Linked DNA regions of Mus musculus: all the other regions are linked to region 3. Evidence: chromatin contacts called from public HiCAR-type and Micro-C data. All regions are on one chromosome and are shown on one strand. Each heading gives the region's core, a stretch centred on a gene start, on an enhancer-like site or on the middle of the called end of the contact. The rest is flanking DNA. Distances are from core to core; before and after follow the strand shown.

Region 1 (4,383 bases), core at 469-2,968, 100 kb after region 3:
CTGTGTCTAGCTTGTTCTCTCTCTGTAACCTGTCTCTGTACAACTGTCCCAGTAAAGCTGCTCTCTCTCTGTCTCTCTGTCTCTCAACCGCTCCTTCTTATGTTGGCTCTCTTTGCTCAATACTATGCCTGGCACATAGTAGGTGATTTATACTACTGAGTAGTTAGAACCATGATGGTGATTGATATTTAGATATTGAGATCTGGTGGGGCCATCGAGGCCAGTGATGGTCGTGTTAGTGTTGGTAGTTTCATATGTGTTTGGCACTTGGCAGTTCACAGATCATGTGTCTCTCCATCACAGTACATGCGCTTCTGAAGAGTCGTTAAGGGAAACAGGAGGCGGCAGCAGCTCCCTTGTGCAGAGGGTTAGGCCAATAGCTCCTCATGCTTTCAGCTCGGGTCTCCCTGCCTTGAAAGCTTGATACTCACATACCAGAAGTGCACACTGGCCTGAAGTCCGTGTGTTCAGAGTGGTTGCAGCAACCAGCTCTCCTGCATCTTGAGAGCGCTGAGCCCACAGTGTCTCTGTTTGTTCCATAGCCAGGTAGCTTTCAACACCTAGATTCCCATTTTCTTTTTCTTATCTATTTCCTGCTTTCCCACTCCGAACTCCATGGTTGTGCCTCAGAAAGGACCCTGTCCCCGGCTGCTTCTTGGCTGAGCTTTAAGCCACTTGCCCGTTCCTTGGGCTTTCACCACACACGAGGAGTGTCCTGTATGCTGGAGTGCAGGAAGCGAGCGAATGAGTAAACACATGCTGTGTTTATGTCCCCAGGAGTCAAGTACTGGCCTGGTAGCTCTGGGTGCTGGTTTTAAGGTGAGGCTCTTGGGGGTGAAGTCTCCTCCCCTGTGAATGGCGCATGCCTACCTGTGCCTAGGAAAGATCCCGGAGAGCCTGCTTGTTCTTCTGTCATGTGGGGACATGCTGGAAGGTGCCAGAAAGTAGAGTCCTTAGCAGACACTACATCTGCTGCCACCTTGATCTCAGACATCCTAGCCTTTGGAAGCGTGAGGCACAAAGCCAGCTGTTGATGGTATTTTTGTACAGCAGTAACCCTCAGGGACTGGCAGGGCCTGGGTAGTGACATGAATAGAGCTTTCTTCCAGTCTCTGGAATTTCCGGGGATAGTGAGGAAGGGGTCTCTTGGTTCCTTGGTGTGAAGAGTGATTTTTGAATTTGTAAAAATACCTCTCCTGTAAAAGTTGGGGTGTTCTGGGAAGTCAGTCTTATGTGGGGTCCTATCTCTGCCATGGTCTTGCTGTGTGACCTTAGACTAGTCCATGCTTGTCTCTGGTCTTCTCTTCATTTGCCATGTGAGGATTTGGGTTGAGAGAGGAGACAGTCCCTTCACATCTGTGAGACACACAGGCTCACAGGAGCCCAGCCTTTTAATGAAGCCTTTCTTGCCTACCAGGAGTTTCTTGGTCCCACGGGGTCTAAGGGTGGTTCCTGTCATTTTGCCACCTTCCCTGCCTTCTGTCTTATTTCTCAGACCTACCTCTGGTTTCTTGCATAGTGACACAGCTAGACAGAAGGCCGTCTGTCCCCACCAGGAGGGGAGGGACGTGGAGAGTGGCCCTGGTTAATCCTGATTCACTGCATTCCAGGGATAGAAAGCTGAGAGAACCAACCTGACCCCAGGCGGTGAAGAGACCTCTGGGCTGGGCTGGCAGGTTGGGAGGAGCCTCTCTGTCCTCTCTTTCCGGTCCCAGATTCTTGCTGTCTGCTGCCTTGCCTGCTCCTGCAGCTTTGGGCTCTGCCACCGTTTGGCGCTGACACCTGGACTGGTTTGGCAGGTTTTGCCACACCCGTGAGCAATAGGAGGTTGTGGCTGGGGCAGGCCAGGCCAGAGGAAGCTGCCCTGCCCTTGACCCCCCGCCCAAATCCCAACCTCCCCTCAGCTACCTTCTCCACCTGGGCTGGGCACTTCCTCAGCCTGGTCACTGTGGGTAAATCTAGTCTTTTCTTGGACGTAAGTCTCTTCGTTTGTGAGGCTCTGGCCTCAGTGATCTCCAGTCATACTCTGCTTATTCTAGCTAAAGCTTTACCATGTCTCTCTGTGAAATGTTGATGGTCCTAGGTTCTCAATAAGACAAAAAAAAAAAAAAAAAAAAAAAGACTTCACTTCTCACTGGCTTCCCGCAGAATGTAGGATTAGCTAATGTCCTAGTGAGTACCAAGTGTCTTTGGGAAGTAGCTTCCTTTAGTCCTGTGGCCCTCTCAAAATAGTTGTGTGCAGGGTGGGAGGGCTTCCCCTAGGCCCCTCCCCTAATCAGTTACACAGCTCATGGTTGGTGAGAGCCAGACTTTCTGAGCATCTCCATGGGTGCCAGGTCCTGATCTGTAGTCAACAAAGTTTAGGGGGGAAGGGGGTGGGGGAGGGGAAGAGCAGTTTATCACTGCTGCAGCCCCCAAGAAAGCTGGGCCCCCTCTCTGGACCATAGTTTCTCTCTCTGACAAGGCAGGAATATACAGATTGCCTCTCCTGTCCTCAGAGAATTTGGGTTTTGACAATGTACAGCTTGGAAGAAGGAATAGGAATGAGAAGAAGGTATTCCTGGCCGGCCCTGGAACGAGGAGGCCGTTACACAGAGGAGGAAACAGAAACTGATGTTTACCCAGCATTCCCTCTGAGCTGGTACCACACCTCAGGACCTTTTTATAGGTTATTCCCCTCACTTAGAAGTCTTGCTCTGTCCCTGTTTGTTAGTTGAAACAGGGTTTCTCTGTGTTGCCCTAGCTGTCCTGGAACTCTTCTGTAGACCAGGCTGGCCCTCCACTCAGTCAGAGATCTGTCTGCTTTTGTGAAGTGCTGAGATTAAAGGCGTGTGTCACCAGGCCTGACTGCTTCTTCCAGTTCTTTATAGCCCCTTACCTTTTATGTCTCAGCATATTTAATTCCCTCATCCCACCCACCCCAGCAACTCTCCTATTTATGAGAAAGCTATTGTTATATAGCTCAGGTTAGCCTTGAATTCATGACCTCTGTCCAGACTTGGGGTTGCAGACATAAGCCACCACATCTCCCACATCTTTCTCCCCACATCTCCCTCCCTTGCTCATCACAATTCGTGGTTGGTTTTTTATTTCAAATATTTCATGTCTATTCTCACTTCTACACTGCAGAGCACAGAGAGGCAGTAAGTGGAGGGATGAGAGAGTTCTGGTGGGTGCTTGGCTCACGGCATCCCTCTTAGTAGGTGCTTGGTAAATGGTGGCTTCTAGAGTGAATTAACATGGAAGTAAGTTAATGCCCACTTGTGCATTGGGTGAGGATGCAGCAGCAGCTGCAGTTGGAAAGCCAAGCTAGCAATGGAGCCTTGTGGTCCCTGATGCCCAGCTGTGGTTTAGATGATCGGAAGGTCAGTGCCCAGAAATCATTGCTGATGGGACTGGAGAGATGGCTCAGCAATTAAGAACACTTGCTGTTCTTCCAGAGGACCTGGGTTCAGTTCCCAGCATCCATATGGCAGCTCCCAACCATCTGTAACTCCAGTTCCAGGAATCCAGTGCCTTCTTGTGACCTCTGTGGGCATCAGGACACACATACCAGCAAAATACTCATGCGCATAAAATAAAAAGAGATAAATATTTAAAAAGACACCATTTAGCATATTTACTTGTGTATTTTCTGTTTTTGAGTGATCTGTTTGCATACATGCCTGCATGACAAAAGAGGGCAAAACATCCCATTACTGATGGTTGTGAGCCATCATGGGAGTGCTGGGAATTGAACTGGGGACCTTGGAAGAGCAGCCAGAGCACTTAACCACTGAGCCATCTCTCCAGCAAGTTGTCCCCTGGACAACTCTCTTGAAAGCCTAGGTACAGCCACTTCTTGTTCAGAGAGTCCACGCTTGCCATGGTGTGGGCTAGATAAAGGTCAACCTAGAGTGGACCAGGCTAGACCTTTGCTGACAGGGCCTTGCCAGCCCAGGAGAACTCAGTGGGACATATGCTGTTCTTTCTGGTTTCATTAGTTCCCGCAGTGTTCTTGAGGAGCAGGGGACAAGGCTGCCTAAGAGTCTGATGTTTTTGTTTTTGTTTTTATATCTTCTCTGCGAATGGCCTGTGTGGCATCTGCTGGGTTCATTCACAGCGCTGAATTTGTTTCTTTGTCTATAAGCAGGTTGGAGTTGGTGTCTGCCTCCTAGGAGTCTGAATAAAGGCTGGAGAGGTAATGCAGAGGAGGCTGAGCGGTAACTGTGCTCGTTCAGGATAAGCTGGGATCTTTCATTGAGCCATAGCTCATTCAGAAAGACCTCCCTCCCCGCCCCCCCAAAAAGAGTGCCTGTGTTAGGATCAGTATTGCTGTAATGAAACACCATGACCAAAAGCAACTTGAAGAGGAAAGAGTTTATTTCACTCACAGTTCCATAT
Region 2 (4,077 bases), core at 517-3,016, 76 kb after region 3:
ACCAGTGATAACAGTCCCTCGCCCCAGAGCAGAGGGCATCGGAGCCATGCCCATGCCATGAGATAGTTGTTTAACAAATTAGGTCTCCGAATCAGGGTCTGTGCTTGGTATCAGGAAACTACATGGAGACAGAAAACACCCATAAACAGAATCCTGTCATGGTGGGTGCTGACTGGAGTAGGTCAATTACTGCCACCTCACATTCAGGGCTGGCCTGATGGCTAAATATGGGAGTTCAAAATCAACGTCCAGGATCCTGCCTCTGCCCCTTTCCAAGCTCCTTAGTGACTTTGTGCTCACGGCTACCGTCTGTTGCAACTGTACAGATGAAATGAGACATGGAAGTATTTCTTCCATGCAGTGGAGCGGCTGAGTGAGCACTGCTGAGTCCTGTCTTAGGTAGGGCCTTGGTTTCCTTAGTTTTGTCCTCTCAGTTTATCAATGTCCCTGGAGGTCCAAACCAGGCCTCCCCTTCTGGATTTATCTATTCAGCTGTTTGATTCCAATCTGCTCTTAGCATCCTGTAGCAGAGTGGTGGGGGTGGGGAGGAGGAGATGGGACCGCAGTGAAGAACCAGAATTACTGGCCTAGCCTTTGATTCTGTGCTACCTGGGGCAGACTCAGGTGGATCCCAGCTACCACTTAAGATAAGGTAAGGTCACAAGAGGTGAAGGTGTTTACATTTTGGAGTCATTTGCCTAGGTTGTTACCCATGCAGAGGCCTCTAATAAAACCCGGTAAGTTCTTACATTTACTTCTTCCTTTTCTTCCCTTCAAAGTCTAACAAAGGAGGCTTGGTATTCCTGGCCTTCTGAGGTCTGGCCCTTGCTCTGGGAACCCAAGCTCAGTTTCTTCAGCTAACCCCATAGACGCCCTACCTTCTATGGATACTATTCTAGGTTCACTGTTTTCGTTACTTTGTCCTTTTCCTATGCTTAGCTTTACGTGTGTGTTCAAAGCAGTACCTTCCGGCAGGAGCCTGTAAGGTCCAGGGCGGATATAATCATAATTCAGAGAAACGCTTGACTTTGGGCATGCTTGGGCCTGTGGGTCCCCAGGGTCTTGGGACCAGGGGCTCGGCCCTTGCTTCCAAAGAGTGCCAAAGGACTGCCACCTCAGACTGGTTGGAAAGAGCTGCGTGGTCCTCCACAGCTCCGCAGCTTAGGCCGCCCGAACAATAGGAGGGAGGCTGAAGGGTAGTGGGCGTCGGCCAGGTCCCTGCTGGAGGGAGTGGAGGCCAGTGGTGCTGCTGGTCCCCCAGGTTAGCCCAGGCTACCGGCCTGAACGCCAAGCTCTCAGTCAAAGGCGAGGTGAAGCAGACTTGGTGCCGGTGGCGACTCTCTAGGAGGTGGAGTAAGGCCGAGCCCACGGGGCTGGGACCTGGAGGGAGAGGAGGCTCCGTGGAGAGTCTCGTCTTCGTGGTCCCGCTGCTCGCCTCGGCCTCTGAGCTCTGCCTAGGCTCTGGTGGGCGTCTGTCCCACGTGGGGGAAGCCAGCGGCGCGGGCTCGCGGGGCGCACACCCCTCCGAGTTCCCCTCCCTGGGATCGGACGCGCCTGCTCCTGGGCAGCTCGGCTCTTGGGGCCAGTGGGTCGCGCTCGCTACTCGCACACCCTTCGGACGCTGCCTGGCCCGGATCGCCGCCGCCTCCTCCCAGGGAGCTGGCGGGGCGGGGCAGAGGGGGAGAGGGGGTGTGCGGAGCGGGCGGGGAGGGGGCTGAGCGCCGTGGGAGGGAGCGAACGAGCGAGCGAGCGAGAGAGCGAGCGGGGCATTTCTGCGCAGCTCCGGAGCGTCTTGGAGCCTGCCTGGGCGGCCACTGGACGAAGGGACTCAGAGACAGACAGACAGACGGCTCCCGGAAGCCGCGCCGCCGCCGCCAGGTTAGCAGGGCGCGGAGACCGAGCAGGCTGTTGCTACGTCCCGAGCTCGCGTGCTGGAGGACGTGCGTGGCCGAAGCTACGATTCGTGTCTTTGCGGGTACGTGTCGGGGTCCACATCTCCGGGTGTGCGTTTAATGTGAACGCGCGTGTGTCTGTGGGTCGGTGCAAGTGGTGTGTACGTGCGTGTGCATCTGAGTAAGGGGCTGGGTGGTGTACTAATCTGGTAAGGGTCTGTGTGCCCTGGTTTGCTTATCCGGAGATGTGCCTAGAGAGGGTGTGTCCCAATGTGTAACAGTGTGTACATCTGGATGAGGCAGTGTGCCTATGCTGATGATGGCTTCGCTTGTGGCTGAAGCCTATGGCGGGTGTATGTGAGTGTTCGTGTGTGTGTGTTTCGCTGTGTGCACGCCAGTGTGACTCCCCGTGTGTGTGCGCGTGTGAGGGCGGGTGTGCACCCGCGTAGCCCCTGTGTGCGTGTGCTCGGCTTTGTCTCCGCACTGCCGGGAGGAAGGGGGTGGGGGCGGCAGCCGAGGCGCTGGCGTCGCCCGGAGCCCGGCACTGGCCGAGGAAGTGGGTAGCAGCAGCGGCGGGGGCGTCTTAGCTGAGTGGAGACTCCCTGCTGGCAGGTGGGCAGCCACACCCGGGGTACGGGAGAGCCCTACTGCCAGTGGAGCCTGGCTCCCAGCTGAGCTGAAGCAGAGGGCGTGGCCTGCTCAAATCCCGGGTGTGTGTTTGTGAGGGGTGGGGTGGGGGATTAGGTGTGAAGAGGGTGTGTCTGTGCGCAGGCATGGGTGTGGGTAGAAGCAACAGAGGCCCCTCAGCGGGGTTCTGTGATATGTTTCCTTGCTGTGTAACGACCATCACCCTGGCCAGCTACAGCCCAGCCTGGTTAGGTACCCTCCACCCTCACCCTGGACACTGTTCGGAAGGGCAGCAGCCTAGGTACCCTACAAAGACTAGTAAAACTGATCACTATCTTAAATGGCCAGCGCCCCACTCCAAGGAATCCCCTCTCAGAAGGTCTTCATACTTTGAGAGAGATGTGTTTCTGTATCTCTTCCCCCATGTTTTGGGCACTGCATGCATGTCTAGTCTGGGTGAGTGTGTGCATTCTCCCTGTATATTTCTTGTGCATTTAGGTGCATTTGTACATTTTACTGATGAAGAATAAACAAAATATCTCTGGATGTATATGTGCATTTGTTTTGATAAGTTCTGGTATATCTGGTTTGTTTTTTTTTTTTATGAGTGTGTAAGCTGTTTGTGTATTGGCGAGCCAGGATGGGGACAGTAAGAGAAGTGCCATTTTGCTGCTAACTGGAACAGAATAGAAAGCCCCCTATATTTGAAAAACAAGATTACAGGGAAGTTTGCGGATTTAGTCACTGTCTGCCGGGTTCAGATACTGGTACTGAAATGTAGGTAGACTAGGTTTGACAAGGATCTAGAGAGGCTGAGAATCTTACAGAGGGAAGGAAGGAGGACGTGCAAGCCCAGCCTTCCTTCTCCTGGCTCTTCTCTCTAACTTCACTCCTTGCTGGTTGGCTTGTGTACAAGGATAAGGGTGCGGGCTTTGGAGTGGAGAGGGAGAGTGCAGGGAGTGTAAACGGGAGTGGACAGTGCAGGAGTGGGAGGGGCGCCCCCCAAGGCAGATTTCTGCAACTCCCCAGCTGCTTTTCTGGCAGAGGCCGCCGAGGCAGGGGAAGCTGGGATTCTTATCTCTCTCCCTGAATACACACCTCAAGAGAGCCGCTGCCCTGGCAGCTCACTGGCGCTGAAATCTGGTGGTGGTGGGTGTCTCCTTTTGTGTTTATTTTTATTAAGCTGCTTTTCTCGTCAAGACCCTGACCTTCCCATGCCTCAGTTTCTCTGTTTAGGCGGCTAGGAAGCTCAGTGTCGTGTCTTTGAGGCAGGTTGGACTTTGGCTCAAAGCTCTAGACCTGTCTTATTACCAAGATTTAGGAATTCACTGTTCTTTAAAAAATGTTATATTTGATATGCATGTGACCATCAGAGAATAACTTGTAAGAGTCAGGGATTGAACTCAGGACATCGGGCTTGGTAGGAAATGGCTTTACCCAATGAGACATCTTGCTAGCCAGGAATTCAGACTTCTTGCCCCCAGAGATCCTGGCCATACCTCCCTACCTTCCTCAATAGCACCCAGACCACCAGTTCTCAGTGTGGTCCATCTTACCA
Region 3 (4,289 bases), core at 930-3,429:
GGTTTCCAGGGACTGGGAGGACTGCTGCAAGGCTGGAGGCTTTGAAGGAACTTCCTGAAGGAGCCGAGAGGAAGATGAGACCCGTAGATCCAAGGTATACACAGGACTGACATGCTCTGGAATTGGCTTGTGTGGGCATCCCCAGCTGAGTGTTACATATCAGCCATTTTATGAGTTGGTAACACAATACTTTTTTTTGTTGTTTAACTTATAACTTTGTTGATAATAATCACATGTAAAGATATTTTAGAACACTCATATAGGAGACACGGGATAACAATGGGAGCTCTTTGGGATTCATGTAACTCCTGCAGGCAACTCTAGAGGCTTTCTCAGTCAAGAGCAGAGGCCCAAAACTGGCCAGATTCATTTTGTGGAACCAACCGCACGCCGTGCACTGACTTCCTGTCCGAGCCTTGAGTTTACTGTGGAAGATAGTGACAGAGAGCCTCAGTATGCTGCAGTGCCACAACATGAAACCAACCCATTTGTCGTCCTCAAGCAGACAGTGTCACCGCAGGATAGGGGACCAAGTGCGGTTGCTTGCCTCTGGGAGGAGTGCTCCCTGAGCCTGCCTTTGGAGCAGGAAAAGACATAAAAGCTCATCTCAATGGGGACTAGAAAATCAGGATGAGGGAGGGTGAGACCCCCAGGAGCTCACTGTAAATTGGAAGTATAACTGGATCGCAACTGACACTTCCTCCCCCACTCCCCTCCGCTTCTGAGCTGCAGCCATGATGTAACAACAGACAGATTTGGGAAAGGGACTCCAGAAAACATTTCCATTCCGTTGTGACTTCACAAACATCAAATGGAAATGACAGAGACCCCTCCCACCAGTGGAGTGATTAAGAAAAGGGCGGGACAGGACACTTAATGAATACTAATTAAATGCATACTATTTCAAGTGTCTGCTGCATACCAAGTGGTCATCCTCTGAAGACCCGGTAGGAAAACGCTTGCTCGACAGGGCAGAGAGTGTGAGAGGAGACAAATGAACCAGATCTTTTGGAGATCAATAGGGGGAGGTCAAAACAGGCCGGTGGGCCGGGTGTGGTGGCGCACGCCTTTAATCCCAGCACTCCGAAGGCAGAGGCAGGCGGATTTCTGAGTTTGAGGCCAGCCTGGTCTACAAAGTGAGTTCCAGGACAGCCAGGGCTACACAGAGAAACACTGCCTCAAAAACAAAACAAACAAACAAAAAAACCCGAAAAACAAACAAAAAACAAAAAACAAACAAACAAAAAAAAAACCAGGCCGGTGGGACAAACCAGGAATTCCTGAGCTTGGAAAGTTCTCTTGCCTAAAATCTAAAAAATGATTCGTGCCTTCAGTAACCTGGGGCCATGGTGTTCTATGAGGAAAAAATCAAATACAAAAAGGATCTTGGGGCCAGCAATATGATTCAGTGAGCAAAGGAGCTTGCCGCCAAGCCTGATGACCTGAGTTCAATCCCTGGGATTCATTGACACGGTGGATGTTGAGAACCAATCCCAAGCTGTCCTCTGGCCTCCACATCCATGCTGTGGCATGAGGCCCTCTCAAGAGGAAGCCTCATGTGAGACTGAGAGATGGCTTTTGGGATTTTTTTAAAACTCACTAGGGAATTTCTAATAAGTGTGCGTATTTTATTCAATATGAGTAGTGTTGGCACCCCCTATTTTTGTCATGCCAAGGATTGAACCACGGGTGTATTTACCACTGAGATACACCCCCATGCCCCCTTAAAAGATAGTTTATATTAATTATACATTTTCTAACATCTGCCAGTCTTATTTTGGAGACAGGGCATCTATTTGTAGCCCAAGGTGGCCTTGAACTCTTCATCCTCCTGTCTCCACTGTTGAGAATTCCTATGCCCCATGCGGGGGCCTAATGCACCCCTTATGTGGTAACATTTGTGTGCCTGGGGAAAGTGCACGTTTCTCCATTGTTAAACTTATCAGCACCACTGGGGGGAGTGTTGTTCTTCCCGGGCCAGGCCCCTCTCCCAAAGGGATTAAGGCTGGCTATCACCAGAGCAAAAGGGGATTTATCTCAGGCCTGTTAGTTAAGTAGGTAGCAGATTGGTGGAGGGCTGGAGGGGTGGGGAAAGCTGCCGAGGCAGATTCTGAACTGCAAATGCCCGATACTCAGGCGAAGGAGGAAGCCACTCTCACAGCCCTTGCCCACAGTAAACAAGCAGCTAACCAGCACTTCCCAGCCTGTGGGAACCAGCACATCCACCAGTGGGACCCAAAGAGCCCCAGCACCTTTGCTGCAAGAGCAGGAATTGAAATGATTGGCTTCCGGACTCTACAGGTTCGGGGGACTGACTATGCTAAACTTCATGTTCTCTGCCTCAGGCTTGGAAGGCTGAGGTTACAGGACCACCCAGGGCCACTGGAATGGCTTTCATTCTGTTCTCACCTCCATTATTCATCTGTAAAATGGGACCACTCACGGCCGGGCGTGGTGGCACACGCCTTTAATCTCAGGCACTCGGGAGGCAGAGGCAGGCAGAACTCTGAGTTCAGCCTGGTCTACAGAGTGAGTTTCAGGATAGCCAGGTCTACACAGAGAAACCCTGTCTGGTTAAAACAAAACAAAACAAAACAAAACAAAAACAAACAAACAAAAAATGGGACCACTCATTCAAAAAGTCTTGCAATAGTTTAATGTTCAAAATCTTTTTTTTTTTTTTAATTTTAAAGAAGGTGTGTGAGCCGGGCATGGTGGTGCACGCCTTTAATCCCAGCACTCGGGAGGCAGAGGCAGGCAGATTTCTGAGTTCGAGGCCAGCCTGGTCTATAGAGTGAGTTCCAGGACAGCCAGGGCTACACAGAGAAACCCTGCCTCGAAAAACCAAAAAAAGAAAAAAAAAAAAAAAAAAACAGAAGGTGTGTTAGAGAGATGGTTCGGCTATTAAGAACATGTACTGTTCTTATGAAGGCTACCAACCACCTGTAACTCCAGCTCCAGGGTATGTGATACATTCTTCTAGCCTCAGATGGCAACTGAATTCACACACAAACACACACACACTCACACACACACACCTTTGCACAAGTGCATCTGTGTGCAATCAAAAAATAATAAGTCTTTTAAAAAAATAACTTTTTTTAAAGCATCCTTGGTTAATGTTCATCTGCCACCCCAGGGCTTCTAAACAGGGCCCAGCCCAGCCGGCAGCCATAGTTGGGAGCTCATGAGACACAAGTTCTGTCAGGTACAGTGGCCGCTCTATGTAATCCTACCATCCGGAGGTAGACACAGGGGTTCAGCGTCATCCTTAGCTATCTAGGGAGTTGGGAGTCATCGTTGGCTATGAGACATGGCCTCAAAAAACAAAACAAAACAAAACAAAACAAAACAAAACAAAACAAAACAAAAACAAAAACAAAAAACCCCAATAAATCAGAGTCTCATCCAGGTGCAGTGGTGTATGTCTGTGCTCTTGCAGTCCAAGCACCTGAGACACTGACATCAGAAGATTGATTCAAAACTGAGGCCAGCCTGGGCTATATAGCGCATTCCAGGACACCCTCCTGGTGTTGGACAGCCTATGGGTATTGGCAAGTATCAACCTAGTGTGATATATAATAACTGTACTGTCCTAAAGCCACCCAGTTCCACCTATGCCTACCCCACCTTCCAGCCAGAATCATAGGTCTGTTTTTTTGTTTTTGTTTTTTTTTTTTTTGGTTTTGGTTTTGGGTTTTTTTTTGTTTTTGTTTTTTCTTTTCTTTTCTTTTCTTTTTTTTTGTTTTTGGAATTCTCGTTCCTTTATTTTTTGATAAACTGCTAGTAAGCTCCCATTAGAAGATCTTTAACATTATACCAAGTTGTCTTGGTCTTCTGATCATATATACACACACACATATATATATGCATCTTTTTTCAAGTAAAGAAATGTTTAACAGATGTAAACTATTTATTGAATATTTGCCACCAAATATTGTTAAATACATTATCTTGCAGCATATCACTTTCAAGTTAAAATGTCAGAAACAAACACCAATATTTACAGTTCTTGTAAGGAATGTTATATAATGACACATTAAGGCGTAAATTCTTTTGGCTTATAATTCTTAAAAGAATGATAATAGCAAAAGTGATGCAAAATCTTCAGTGTGAGATTATGATTAAGCTACATTTTACAAAAATATGGTGTAAGATGGCAATAATCCCATTCAACATCCTGGATTAGGTCCCTCGGGAGGGACTGATAATTTATACAGTCAAACTTTAAAATTTACAGATAAATGCAGTTTAATACTGCCACTGAGAAGTACATCTCTTAACATATA

The links. Hi-C and Micro-C count contacts between places; a contact is called where the count stands out from the background. HiCAR-type assays count read pairs that join an accessible place to other places.
Region 1: a contact with region 3 is called in a HiCAR-type map of embryonic stem cells, with 4 times the contacts expected there. The contact joins two enhancer-like sites. A contact is called at or near these places in 6 of 39 promoter capture datasets (the C10 cell line, the HPC-7 cell line, cranial neural crest and 3 more), 5 of 484 Hi-C or Micro-C datasets (the N1E-115 cell line, cerebral cortex, embryonic stem cells and 2 more), 5 of 115 datasets of contacts at active chromatin or transcription factors (embryonic basal ganglia, embryonic stem cells and pancreatic cancer cells) and 1 of 9 other capture datasets (adipose tissue).
Region 2: a contact with region 3 is called in a Micro-C map of embryonic stem cells, with 2.7 times the contacts expected there. The contact joins the promoter of Epb41l1 here to the enhancer-like site in region 3. A contact is called at or near these places in 1 of 39 promoter capture datasets (cranial neural crest), 1 of 15 datasets of contacts at CTCF or cohesin (the NIH/3T3 cell line), 2 of 484 Hi-C or Micro-C datasets (the N1E-115 cell line and embryonic stem cells), 4 of 115 datasets of contacts at active chromatin or transcription factors (embryonic stem cells and pancreatic cancer cells) and 3 of 9 other capture datasets (adipose tissue, liver and pancreatic islet).

The regions. Positions count from the first base shown.
Region 1 is chr2:156,445,868-156,450,250 of GRCm38.p6, forward strand. The region is part of intron 2 of Epb41l1 (erythrocyte membrane protein band 4.1 like 1); the gene reads left to right. Among named protein-coding and RNA genes, the nearest start is that of Epb41l1, 27 kb to the left of the region's middle. Within about 2 kb of position 1,719, at least 85 of the 459 cell types and tissues checked have an H3K27ac peak or open chromatin away from gene starts, as enhancers often do. A contact at or near this core is called in embryonic stem cells, where this site is marked.
Region 2 is chr2:156,419,325-156,423,401 of GRCm38.p6, forward strand. Epb41l1 (erythrocyte membrane protein band 4.1 like 1) reads left to right here and starts at 1,767. Exons shown (of 25, transcript NM_001368800.1): 1 at 1,767-1,975.
Region 3 is chr2:156,342,907-156,347,195 of GRCm38.p6, forward strand. The region is part of intron 8 of Cnbd2 (cyclic nucleotide binding domain containing 2); the gene reads left to right. It also overlaps the pseudogene Gm14253. Among named protein-coding and RNA genes, the nearest start is that of Scand1, 32 kb to the left of the region's middle. Within about 2 kb of position 2,180, at least 50 of the 459 cell types and tissues checked have an H3K27ac peak or open chromatin away from gene starts, as enhancers often do. A contact at or near this core is called in embryonic stem cells, where this site is marked.